Linked DNA regions of Zea mays: region 2 is linked to region 1. A link is a contact called in public Hi-C data. All regions are on one chromosome and are shown on one strand. Each heading gives the region's core, a stretch centred on a gene start, on an enhancer-like site or on the middle of the called end of the contact. The rest is flanking DNA. Distances are from core to core; before and after follow the strand shown. Region 1 has its middle 43 kb from the start of LOC103647429. Region 2 overlaps LOC100193730 (alpha/beta-Hydrolases superfamily protein).

Region 1 (5,317 bases), core at 2,591-5,090:
ACACTTGGGTGCTGTTTGGTTCAAAAAATGTAACGCAAATGGTAATGGTAATGGTTTCGGCTCGATTACTGACGGTAACAAATTTGAATAGGTTGGTATCAAATTTTAGTGTGATATCTGATTACGATTGGACTAAAACAAACATGATTTAACGTTATCCGTTACCCATTACGTTACAAATATGTGAACCAAACGGCACCTTGGTGCTCTGGGTCCACAAACGAGGCCTTGCATTGTATCCAATAATTGAAAAAAAAAGAAGGCATTCTATGCTGGGCTAGCTAGGGTGGATGGTATGGGGAGACTGGGGATCCTAATCTTATCTCTGAAAACTCCATCAAAGCTAGCCGAAAGTGGCTAACCTTTTTTTTTTCTATCTTTATCCTAAAGGTGATAATCAGCTGTGCTAACATCCGATTCCATGGAAAACAGACGCATCAGAAACGGTACAAGTTAGCCATGCAAGGTTGATTAGTAGTACCACGCCTCCCATCCCATGCATGGCTGGCTCATAATAAATAAACGCTGTGTTTTTGTGAAGTTACTAGTAGTCACTTCTATTTTGCTGATACTTAAGTTGTTGATTCTAGTCGATTATCATAATGATGATAATTCTAACTGATATATGAGAGTAACATATGTAAGAAAGGGCCAAAGGGGCCTCTCGTTCTTGTTTATTCTTTTTATATGGAGCTAATTTACATCAAATCTGATCAAATACAAGTAGGGCAGGTTGGCACTTGTTAGTTCAACATGTCACTCGAAACCGGTCAGATCGGGGACTGTATTTGAACTCTCTAATAGCTGCTGATAATAATTACTTCTCCTGTTCTTTTTTATTTATCGCGTTTTTAGTTCAAAAAATAAACTAGCTGACGACAAAATATTTGAGAATGAAGGTAGTACATTTTTTGCAAGAAAAAAAGACAATTACATTTTCTTAACGCACCACATCAGTGCTGAAAGCAATCCCTTTCACAATTGACATGTTCTTATTACTATTGGCACCATCATGCACTATCGCTTGCTTCTGTTTGCAAGCCATGATGGCATCATGTGCAGTGTAGGGGATCGTAAAGAGATGCCGCTGGACTGCGGTCGGCGGTGCGGATTATTATTGCCTGACACGGTTTTCTTTTTGTGCTCGTGCTCTGGTATCACCAAGTTCGGCGTGGCAGCAATTGGAGTTGGAGAGATATCAACTCGATCGGCGCATCCAAGGGTCTAGCTGGCCGGCAGCAATTGGAGTTGGAAGGACGCGCTGGCAGCCACAGCAGCAGCAGAAACGGCTGAACTGGCGCAAATTGTTGTCTTTTTGTCGATGAAAAATACCGGCGTAATTTTTTTTATGATAAGGGTTAGTTTGACAATCTCAAATTTTTCAATAGATTTCTATTTTATCTAAGAAATCAATTTATTTTTTTTTTTGGAAAAATAGGATTCCCTAGAAAAATAGAGTTGTCAAACTAGCCCTAGCTAAACAGTAACTTTATTCCATCCAACTTATACTGCTTCTACAATGCTTTGTGCTTTGTCTCTGTAGATTATAGCTGCAGCAGTCCTTACAGCTGACTTTAACATGTTTTATTACCAACGTAGCAACACGATTATTTTGCTAGATCTTCTTTCGGTCCATGTTTTGGAGCTCAAACCCTCAACGATTTGATTCCATGTGACACTCATGGGCTAAAGGGCCGGGTTACCGGCGGTAGATGATGTCGTCATAGCCGTCTCGAGCGTGGGAAGGATGCAACGTGCAAGCCATTGTGGTCTTCCGTTAGTTTTGGAGTCAGAGGCAAAATAACAATTTTACCTCGATCTAGGCAAAAAAATAAATGAATTTGTAGAGTTCAGCTGCTTGTCTCTGTTTAATTTTGGGCAATATTCCACATTGTTCACAAACAATATATTTCTTATTTTATGCAACTATGACAACTTTAAACTATACAAAATATTATCATAATCTAGGTATCTAGATTATATAATCCACCTAATAGTTTGTGTTGTTTGTTTACATCTTAACTTATTTAAGCTGGATTATATAATCTTTATGGTAAATGGCCTTAGCACGGTTAGGTCTCAAACTAACCAAATGATCGTATATGGAAACCGAAGATAGTTTCTAAGAATCTAGGACAAATAAGTAGCTTTAGAAAGATAAAAAAGGCTAAATAGCACAGCAGAACTTTTCTTTAGGAAAAAGGTAATTTCATTTTCATACTGGGCCTCATTCCATCAGCTAGCATGGTCTTTTTTGGGTTTGATTCCTTATGTTCATGTGTCGTTAATTCTTCACTGGGCCTCCCTTACGGAAAGCAAAAAATCAAAATTAGGATCTACTATGGGCCCATGTTCTGTTTTTGTTTTTGCCTGCTGCGTTCCAATCGTGACTGTTTTTTTAGTTTACTATGTCAAAGTTGACAGTATGCTAAACACTACAACAGTTACAGTTATTTTCGGCGGCTTTAGAGCATCTACAAGAAACTTTTCATTTTTTTCCTCTATTTGACTCTCTATTTGTCTTTTCATAAAATTACACTTTATATGTAACATCTCATTCCAACAGACTATCTATCTAATTTGGCTAGTCAGGTGGCTAGTCAAGTTTGGCTAGCTAGTGAGGAAGTTAATTTGGAGAATTGGATAGCTTAGCGAGTCAGATAGCTAGTCTGTTGGAGAGTTATTTTGTCGTTGAATAGCCAAAATTTGGCTTGACTAGCCATTTAGCTAGTTTGTTGGAGATGCTCTTAGGTCTAAACGGCAGTCTAGCTTTGCCAAAATGAAAGTAGCATATATAGTGTGTATTTGGATTTGAGCCATGTCAAAATGGGGCATATATAATGTGTGTTAGTAGATTTTATTTTCAATAAAACATAGTAAGCTCGTTGCCGTGGATGATGTTTATGCTCAGAATAAGAACGCTGCTGCTGTAGCCCGCTATTTAGTACAATGCTGTTATGTCAAAAGCAGATGTCCACTGCTATAATTTGTTAGAATATAATCTGAATTCTAACATGAGCCTTGCGGGGACGGCCAGAGAACTACGGTTTGAGGTTATGTCAATTAACGGAATTATTTTGTATTAAATTGTAGTCTGTCAGCTTTCTATATACATCTTGTTAGTCACACGGGAAGAGACACGACACATTGTATTCGTTGTCTTCTATCTATAAACTCTTAACAATCAACATACAATGAAGATTGCGGTTGGCGCTGTGGTTTTTCTCGTAAGGGTTTTCCACGTAAAATTATATGTCTTGTGTTTAATCCATATTTCTATTATTTATTAGCATGTGGTGTACCAGATCCAAACACGAGATTGCAAAAAATCTAGCGTTTCAAACGATATGCGTTTGAATTTACACTAGGAGCCTAAGATCACGTAGCACCAAATAAAGACTCCCATATATAAAGCACTAACATGTAGTATTTTGATTGTTTCTCATATCTTTCAGGGACAACACCCTCGCTATCATATAGGGAAATTAGGCTTAGGATAACCACACATAAAAATATAGAAAACTTAAATTGACTTGGTTACGATCTGATGGATCCATTACAAGCCAAAACTAGTCACTGACTCGGTTACAATCTCTAGATCTAATGGATTTAGTTCCAAACTTATCGTGTGCAGGATAAAGTAAGATTCACGAGTATACCTTGGCAGATTTATTTTAGAATTTATTGTTAAGTATGTGAGATGCATTGGTCACATCACATCGGTGAGGGGGACGACGAACAAAAAGCTTTGGCAACCCGGCCGGCCCACCACATGCACCGCATGCCTTCACCAAACCGCGTACTTGCTGATTTTTATTCAGGTCCGTACTGCTCGTAATGGGCTTTGATGACTTGGTTTCCTGACAAGACAGGATGAGTACGTACGCGTCGACGACGACCTTTTCAACTCTCAAGGAATGGCCTCGCCTCCAAGCTCCCTGCCGGCGGTTCCCGACCATGCATGCTCTCGTACTAACTCCGGCTGTGCGATCCATTGTTTCATGGGCACAGCAAGCACCAGCCGGGTCGTCCTCAACCTCCATGCAATGGTGATGGAGCTAACTGGCTATGGGCTATGGCTATACTGCACACTGCTAGCCTGCAAAAAAATGCATATATAGGCTGAAACCAACGTCTGCTACCGCCGCGCGCAAGAACCACTGGCGTCTATGGGTACGGTGTCGATCGATCGCGTGAAATTAAATAGAGATATTGCGTGCGTGCATGCTTTAAATCTGCTGGTGCTAGCTTGTTTCACGCTTGCGCTTCTATCTCCTATTCTCCTCTGAATGGGATCGATCGTTCGTTGAGGGAGGCCGCTAATAGCTGCAGGACATATGCAGGCAAATACTGAAGAATGTGCGAGCATCGTCGTCGTCTCCAGACCTAAGGATCAGATCATCGCTTTTGTACGTGTGCAGTCGTAATATTATATGAATTAACATAGACCATATGCAGTAGTATTTGCTGCTCATACGGGTCCAACTTATATTCTTATAAATAGTGCAGGAGTACTACGCACGTACTAGCTACCACTACCAGTAGTACCAACGTGTGTAGAACGAAGTACGACTGTTAGATCGTCCATATGTATATATGTGTACAAGTACGACGTACGGGCAAACTCTATTAATTCCACGGGGCCGTGCACGCGTACGTACGCTCGTCGCGTGCAGAACAGCACACTACTTAGCGTGAAACTTAATTACATATATTCTTCTGTATGTTGAGATAGATATGAGTTTCGATCGATGCAACTCGGCTGTATAACCATGCTCCATGGTGGAAACGTAGGGATGTAGAGAAGTGCACATAACACCGTATGGTCTAGTAGGTAAAATACATGATATATACATTAACAAACAACCCCTTCCCGGTTTCCCCTCAAACTCATCATATCTCAAACAAACACTGAAGTTGAGAGAGAAAATAATTGTGCTCTGTCTAGGTTTTCATGCATGCATAAAGCTATGATCTTCAGCAGATCTCATATCTCATCTCCTATCTTATATTCTATTTTAAACTTTGTTCTACAAACAATGTCATTTACAATTTTGTATCTTCTATTTTCCAAAGTCCACTGGACACAGTCTAAAGGAATGGGTAACATGATCATGCATCTGCAATCTAATGACGAAGGTCGCAACATCTGAAGGCACATGACGAAGGTCGCAACATGATCATGCATCTGCAATCTAATGTAAGAGGCATCCACGTCAATATGCTTGACAAGGTCACACTTTATAGGATCCGAAGTAATATTAGTGTCGGGTATCCTAATTAGGGGTACCCCCAACACTCATAAACACGACTGGTA
Region 2 (5,705 bases), core at 1,581-4,080, 190 kb after region 1:
TCAATCATATTATCTTCCATATTTGCATATAATTATACTTTTTGCAGGTGGTATTAATAGAGAAAGATCAGAAATAGCTGAAATTGAAGCAGCATCAACAAGTGAAGCTGCTCGGCTTAGAGCTGCTCTCCGGCGTGCTCCACCCGGCGCTGTTCGGGAACCTCACCAGTCTTTTGAACGGTAAGATTTGTTATTCTTTAGTTATACAATTTCTAGTAGAGACAACTTAAGTATATCAACAGGGAAAATGGAGGTTCATGGATTAAAAGCAGTCTTACATAGGTTCATGGATTTACTTAGGCTTATTCTGACGTGTCTTTATGATTTATACAGGCTTACACAGACCTGTTTTGATAAGAGCCGAGCAGCGATTCTTCAATTTCGGACCACGACCTAGCTAAAGGCTAATGGTTCCAAATGTCTGAAGTACCGAAGACAGGGCTAGCTCCTTGTTTTTTTGTCATGTCAAATAAATCGTGTATGATTGCAACAATACTGGCAAAATATCGTTGTGCTTTATATTTTGATGTACTGTGAACAAAACAAGTGCCCTATGAGACCATCATGATTTATGCATTTTCAAACTAAATTTTACGACACTTCTTGTTGTATTTTATGCTTCCATTAAAAACAGTCTTACTACGTTTTACGCCAAATTTATGACACTTTTTGATGTGTTTTACAGCAATCTCTTTACGAAATGAGATTGTGCGCGTGTTTTATACTAAATTTTGTACTCATATACGCTGTTTTAGCTCACGTTTTACGCTGAAATCATTCGAGCCAGAACCCGCGCACGATCGGCTGCACGCGATTTTCACGCCGTAATTTTTGGCTCTGTTTGCTGTTACAAAACAGATATAGGATTTACGCTAAATTTCGTACTCATTTACGTTATTTTAGCTCACGTTTTACGCTGGAATCGGCCCGAGCCATGACCCCGCTCACGATCGGCTGCTTAATTTTAGGCCCCATTTGCTGTTACAAAACAGATATAGGATTTACGCTAAATTTCATACTCATTTACGCTGTTTTAGCCCACGGTTTACGCTGGAATCCGCCCGAGCCAGAACCAGAACCACATACTGCATGATTTATGCTGTCAAGTACATGTCATTATGCAGTCGTAAACGCTGTCCACAGTGTCATATTCGTTCCACGTGATTCGGGCTTCAAAAGATTCCTTTATGCATGTTTTACGCATCTTTATCCATATATATATGCATTCGTATATTGCGTTACGCTTATCGTCCTAGAATCTTAGCTGTTGATTGCATGGCTGACGCAAGCATGCGGGTGCTGAGTCGACCGCGCCCTGGCTGGGGCTTCCATTAGTAGGGGAAGCCCAGGGCTTCCATTACCTCTTCATATATATATATATATGGAGCAGCGACGTGCACGCCGTTAGATGCGTGAGGGACGAAAATCTGGAGTTAGATATTTTTTTGGTTTCGTGCGTATGGTGTCCCTAGATGTCAACACTACAAGCGTCAATAATCACGAGGCCGTCCGTGTGGGGGGCTTGAACTACCGGATGGAGATAGATAGATAATCTTGGTCGTGGGGGAGGGAAAAAGAGCGAGGAAGGGAGCGACGCCAACACACGTTCTTCCACCTCCAAGAAGGAAGAATTTCGATCCTCATGATTGCACAGTTTCGGTAAGCTCTCTGCCAAAGGACTCGCTATGCGTCGGTTCGATTGGCATGCATGCAGGTGGCTGCACAGGCAGCGGTGTCCCTCGCTTCTCATCAAGGAACCCTACGAGGAAATTAAGCCAGCCGGGGGTACGACGCGGGGAGAGAGTTGCTGACCAATTTGAGGCTGGGACATTGCTCAAATGAATAAATGCAGGCGGACGTTCTTCTGGCGCTGGATAAAACGATGGTACTTACCGAGCACCAAAGTCTTTGGTTCAACTCGGCAAAAATGGTCCGGTCTTTGCGAGCGTTATTTTTCGTTGAGAGTGACACTCGATAAAATATTCTTTGTCGAGTGCCCATGATTTTATATTCGGCAAAGCTCGAGCACTCGATAAAGAGCACGTTTCTGACAGTGCCATGCATTACTCGGTATCACCAGCCTACGTAGCCATTCTTCCTAGGCATGGCGAAGTTGCGCGGGGCACGAGAGCTTGTGGAGCATGCATGCGCGCGGCGCCGATCGAGAGCGGAGTCCTTTATTTGGTGGCTAGCTACTAGCTCTCCACGAGCGTCGCGCCGGATGCGCCACCGCCTACAGGATGACGATGCCCGTGCTTTGTGCTGCCCGGAGGAGCTTACGGCAGAGGATCTCGTTGCATCTATCTGCCTCATGGCTGCACTGCATCCACACGCTGGAGGTGTGGCGCCGAGATCAGTTGCCTTCGGTCGTGATGCATGTCGCGAAATCTAGCTAGTGTTTGGTCTGGAATCTGGATTTGGCTAGTGTTTGGTCCTCACCAGTTTCGAATGGTTTTAGAAGGCTACGCGATCCCAGTGGCGGCTTGCCCTGTTGCCAAATCGATGTACAGCCAAAGCTGGGTAGCAGTTAATACAATAAGGGAGGGGGAGGAGGAACTGAAACTTTGTCTGGACATGCATGACAAAGGGGAAGTCTCTGGATGCATGAGCAAGGAACCTGTGTGTGTGTGTGTGATGATCATGCATGATGAACAACCGGCCATCATTTTGCGGCAACGACAAGCTGATGACGATGGGAGCACCGTCGAGAGGGTTTTATGGGCTGGGGATAGCGAAGAACTTGCCATTTCCTGTTGTTGGAGTCCAACTTGCCTTTTTGTTGGAGTTGGTGGGGTGGGGGGGACTTGGCAGCGAGCCCAGGTCGCTGACGCAGCGACGTAGCAGCAGCGAGCGAGCCAGCCAGCCAGCAGTTATCAGATGGGCCCAAACGAACGCCTCATGTCTCGTTTTGTCTGGACGCCAAGCAAAAAAACAATAAAAAAAGGGCGAAAGGATTTATCAGAGACCTTTTGGCCGTTTGCGATGCGGAGCAGATTGCAGCACGCTCACCTTGTCCTTTAGTTGAGAGTGGTCTGGATCTGGACACGCTGCTGCTACCAAATTAAACCAACGCTTTTCTTTGTCATGGATATGTACGTGTCAAGATGAAGACGGGGTCTGATCAGATCAGAGCCATGACCGTGACTGCACTCCCCCCCCCCCCCCCCCCCCCCCCCCCCCCCCCCCCCCCCCCCCCCCCCCCCCCCCCCGTTCGGTTTGGGCAGATGAGACTGAATCAACTGGCGTCAAAAGGGACGGGGGGATGGAAGATGACAAGGTTGAAGGCCTACTACAACAAACAACCCTACTGCAACGGATCACCGCCCTTGGTAGCAGGGGAGTCCCACACCTCAAACGGAGGACGGGGCCTTATCTTACCTACCAAGTGTTCCAAATAAAAGCGATCGCTGTCACCGCCGGGGTTTTATTATATATAATAATAATAATAGTTTTGGTTCCAGTCTCTCTCGGGATGCGTTTCATAACGGCTTTCCGCGATGTTGTTTTCTGCGATTCAGCGCTTGTAGTTGTTGTACCCCTGGCGAGAAACATCGCAATGGTGATATAGCCGAAATGCTGAACCTTCGCCAGCTTAACGCTCTCACTCACAGCACAAACGGCAACGCCGCGCGTGCCATCTGGACCACGCAATCTTAAACAATTCAATTCACCACACGTATACTATACGGCCCCGTATCTGTATCCTACCGATCCGTTCAGGCAAATCAAGGGCCGTTCCCCCCAGCATTTAAATCGACGGGCGACGACGCGGCGGTGTCGATCCCGCTCCATCGCCGATCCTCTAGAACAACGGCCAGGGGAAGAAAGTCCACCTCCGAACTGGGACACCTATTTACTTGCCACGCAGACTTCGCTCTCCCTCCATTGAATGCGCTTCCCTGCCGCTCGTGCCAAGCTCAACGCCGGGACACGTGGCAGGCAGGGCACGGCCTGGGATGCCCGACGGGAGCTTCAGTGGCTGGACCGCTGTCTGGATGCACCGGCGAGGCCGCCGTTGGCCTGGCGTGAGAGGTTTTATTAAGGGTGTGTCTGGTTTAATGTTAAAGTAGGATGAGGTAGGCCAACAACGTCCCTTCGATTTTTTAGAACTACGTTGCCACCAAAAATTCACAAATCTCCGTGTGACTCTCATCAAACATTATAGAAAACATGATCACCCCTTCCATCCCTCCCTGGACCGTAAATGTGGCATTGATAGCCGCGGCACGGCCAGCCACTGGAATCATGCGCCAATTATTGATCAGAATCCGCATGTTGCTCCGCAGCGTACTCTGTACTGTACTACTGTGCCTGATTCTAGCGGCATCAGAGCGGAGGGGGACACTTCTCAGTCTCGTGGCATTGATGCCCCGGTGAAAGCTGAGTGCTCACAATCACAAGTCACTACTCAAACTCTCAAAGCAACAACGCCTCCAACCTAGCTGTTGAAATGTACTGGAGGAGGGGAGGGAGAGGGGAGAAACGTCTACCTCAGGAGACCACTGACCGGCGTCGTCGAGGCCTTGTACTTCGGCCATCAATTACCAAGAACCAGGACCAGGACCTGAGAAAATTTTACGACCACGAACCTGCTGCGACCATGTGCAATGAATGGGCTCCACCGGACCGAAGGGTTAGGCTCTGATGCAGATCAGACACGAACCACGACGTGCCTGATCGAAATCTGGTATCACGGCGGCATGCTTTGCGCACACCGGCGATGTCATGCGATTGTCTGCTGTCTGCTCTGTCGCAGGCTATTGAATCGTGGCACTAGGGAAGTGAACGAGTGATGCCGCTTTATTGTTGCTAAAAACCTCCAGTACACTGTAGCAGGCTAACGAATTTACTCACGATGTGTGGGACTTGAGAACCTGTCTTCTGGCACAGTTGTGCGCACGCACGCACGCACATTCACCTTCTTGCTGCGAATGATTCCTGCAGGAAGCTGTAGAGTTCCTCCGCGACTGCCAAGGGGTATTCTTCCTGCGGTAGAAGAGCGCCTGCGACCTCCACAAACTTCGTCACCCCTTTAGAGCCCCTTAGAGCCTCCATCTCGGCCTTGGATCTCTTGGGAGCATTGACCGTTGACACTACCAGAACTGGTACGTCTCCGTCTAACTTGGCGAACAACTGCAGAAACTCCTCCCTCGATTGGACAGGATCAAGGAGGCCTGTCAGGAAGGCCGCGGGGACGAACCGTGCGCCTTTTCTTTTGGTTAACTCGTATCGGCTCTCGATGATAGCTGGCGTCACGTTGTCAGGGTTGGCGTAGACGTGGGACTTGTACTGAGACTGGATCGACTTTTCATTGCTCACCAGAACATTGTACATCATCCAGCCCAGGGCTGGAGCCCTGAGGGTTCCTCGTAGAAGCCCATACCTATCAATAGAAAAGGTATTTTCAGTAGAATCAATTGGAATCTTAAGCATTGATAACCCAGGTCTGTGGCCTGGTGGGGACGACAAGGTCTTATTTTTTAAATCATTATTGTTGTTATCATTTAACACATGATTCAGGATGCTGCATTGCTGCTTAAACCCCAGTACTGAATGACTGATATAGCTTGATAGTGTGCACATGAAAATGAAAGATATATAACTGCTGGACAGCAGAACTGGTGAATGGTGATCTCCCTAATCAGATCAAGGGCTCCTTTAGAACTAGGGATTTTTCTTCTGTTTACTGTTTTTTTACTATGAAA

Evidence for each region. A called contact is a pair of places that touch in the nucleus more often than the background predicts.
Region 2: a contact with region 1 is called in a Hi-C map of tassel, with 5 times the contacts expected there. The contact joins two enhancer-like sites. A contact is called at or near these places in 4 of 25 Hi-C or Micro-C datasets (ear, endosperm, leaf and 1 more).

What each region holds. Positions count from the first base shown.
Region 1 is chr2:186,307,626-186,312,942 of Zm-B73-REFERENCE-NAM-5.0, forward strand. No RefSeq gene overlaps it. Among protein-coding and RNA genes, the nearest start is that of LOC103647429, 43 kb to the left of the region's middle. Within about 2 kb of position 3,841, at least 11 of the 20 cell types and tissues checked have an H3K27ac peak or open chromatin away from gene starts, as enhancers often do. A contact at or near this core is called in tassel, where this site is marked.
Region 2 is chr2:186,501,786-186,507,490 of Zm-B73-REFERENCE-NAM-5.0, forward strand. LOC100193730 (alpha/beta-Hydrolases superfamily protein) reads right to left here. Exons shown (of 4, transcript NM_001138818.1): 4 at 4,779-5,383. The coding sequence ends at 4,915. Among protein-coding and RNA genes, the nearest start is that of LOC100193730, 9.1 kb to the right of the region's middle. Within about 2 kb of position 2,831, at least 20 of the 20 cell types and tissues checked have an H3K27ac peak or open chromatin away from gene starts, as enhancers often do. A contact at or near this core is called in tassel, where this site is marked.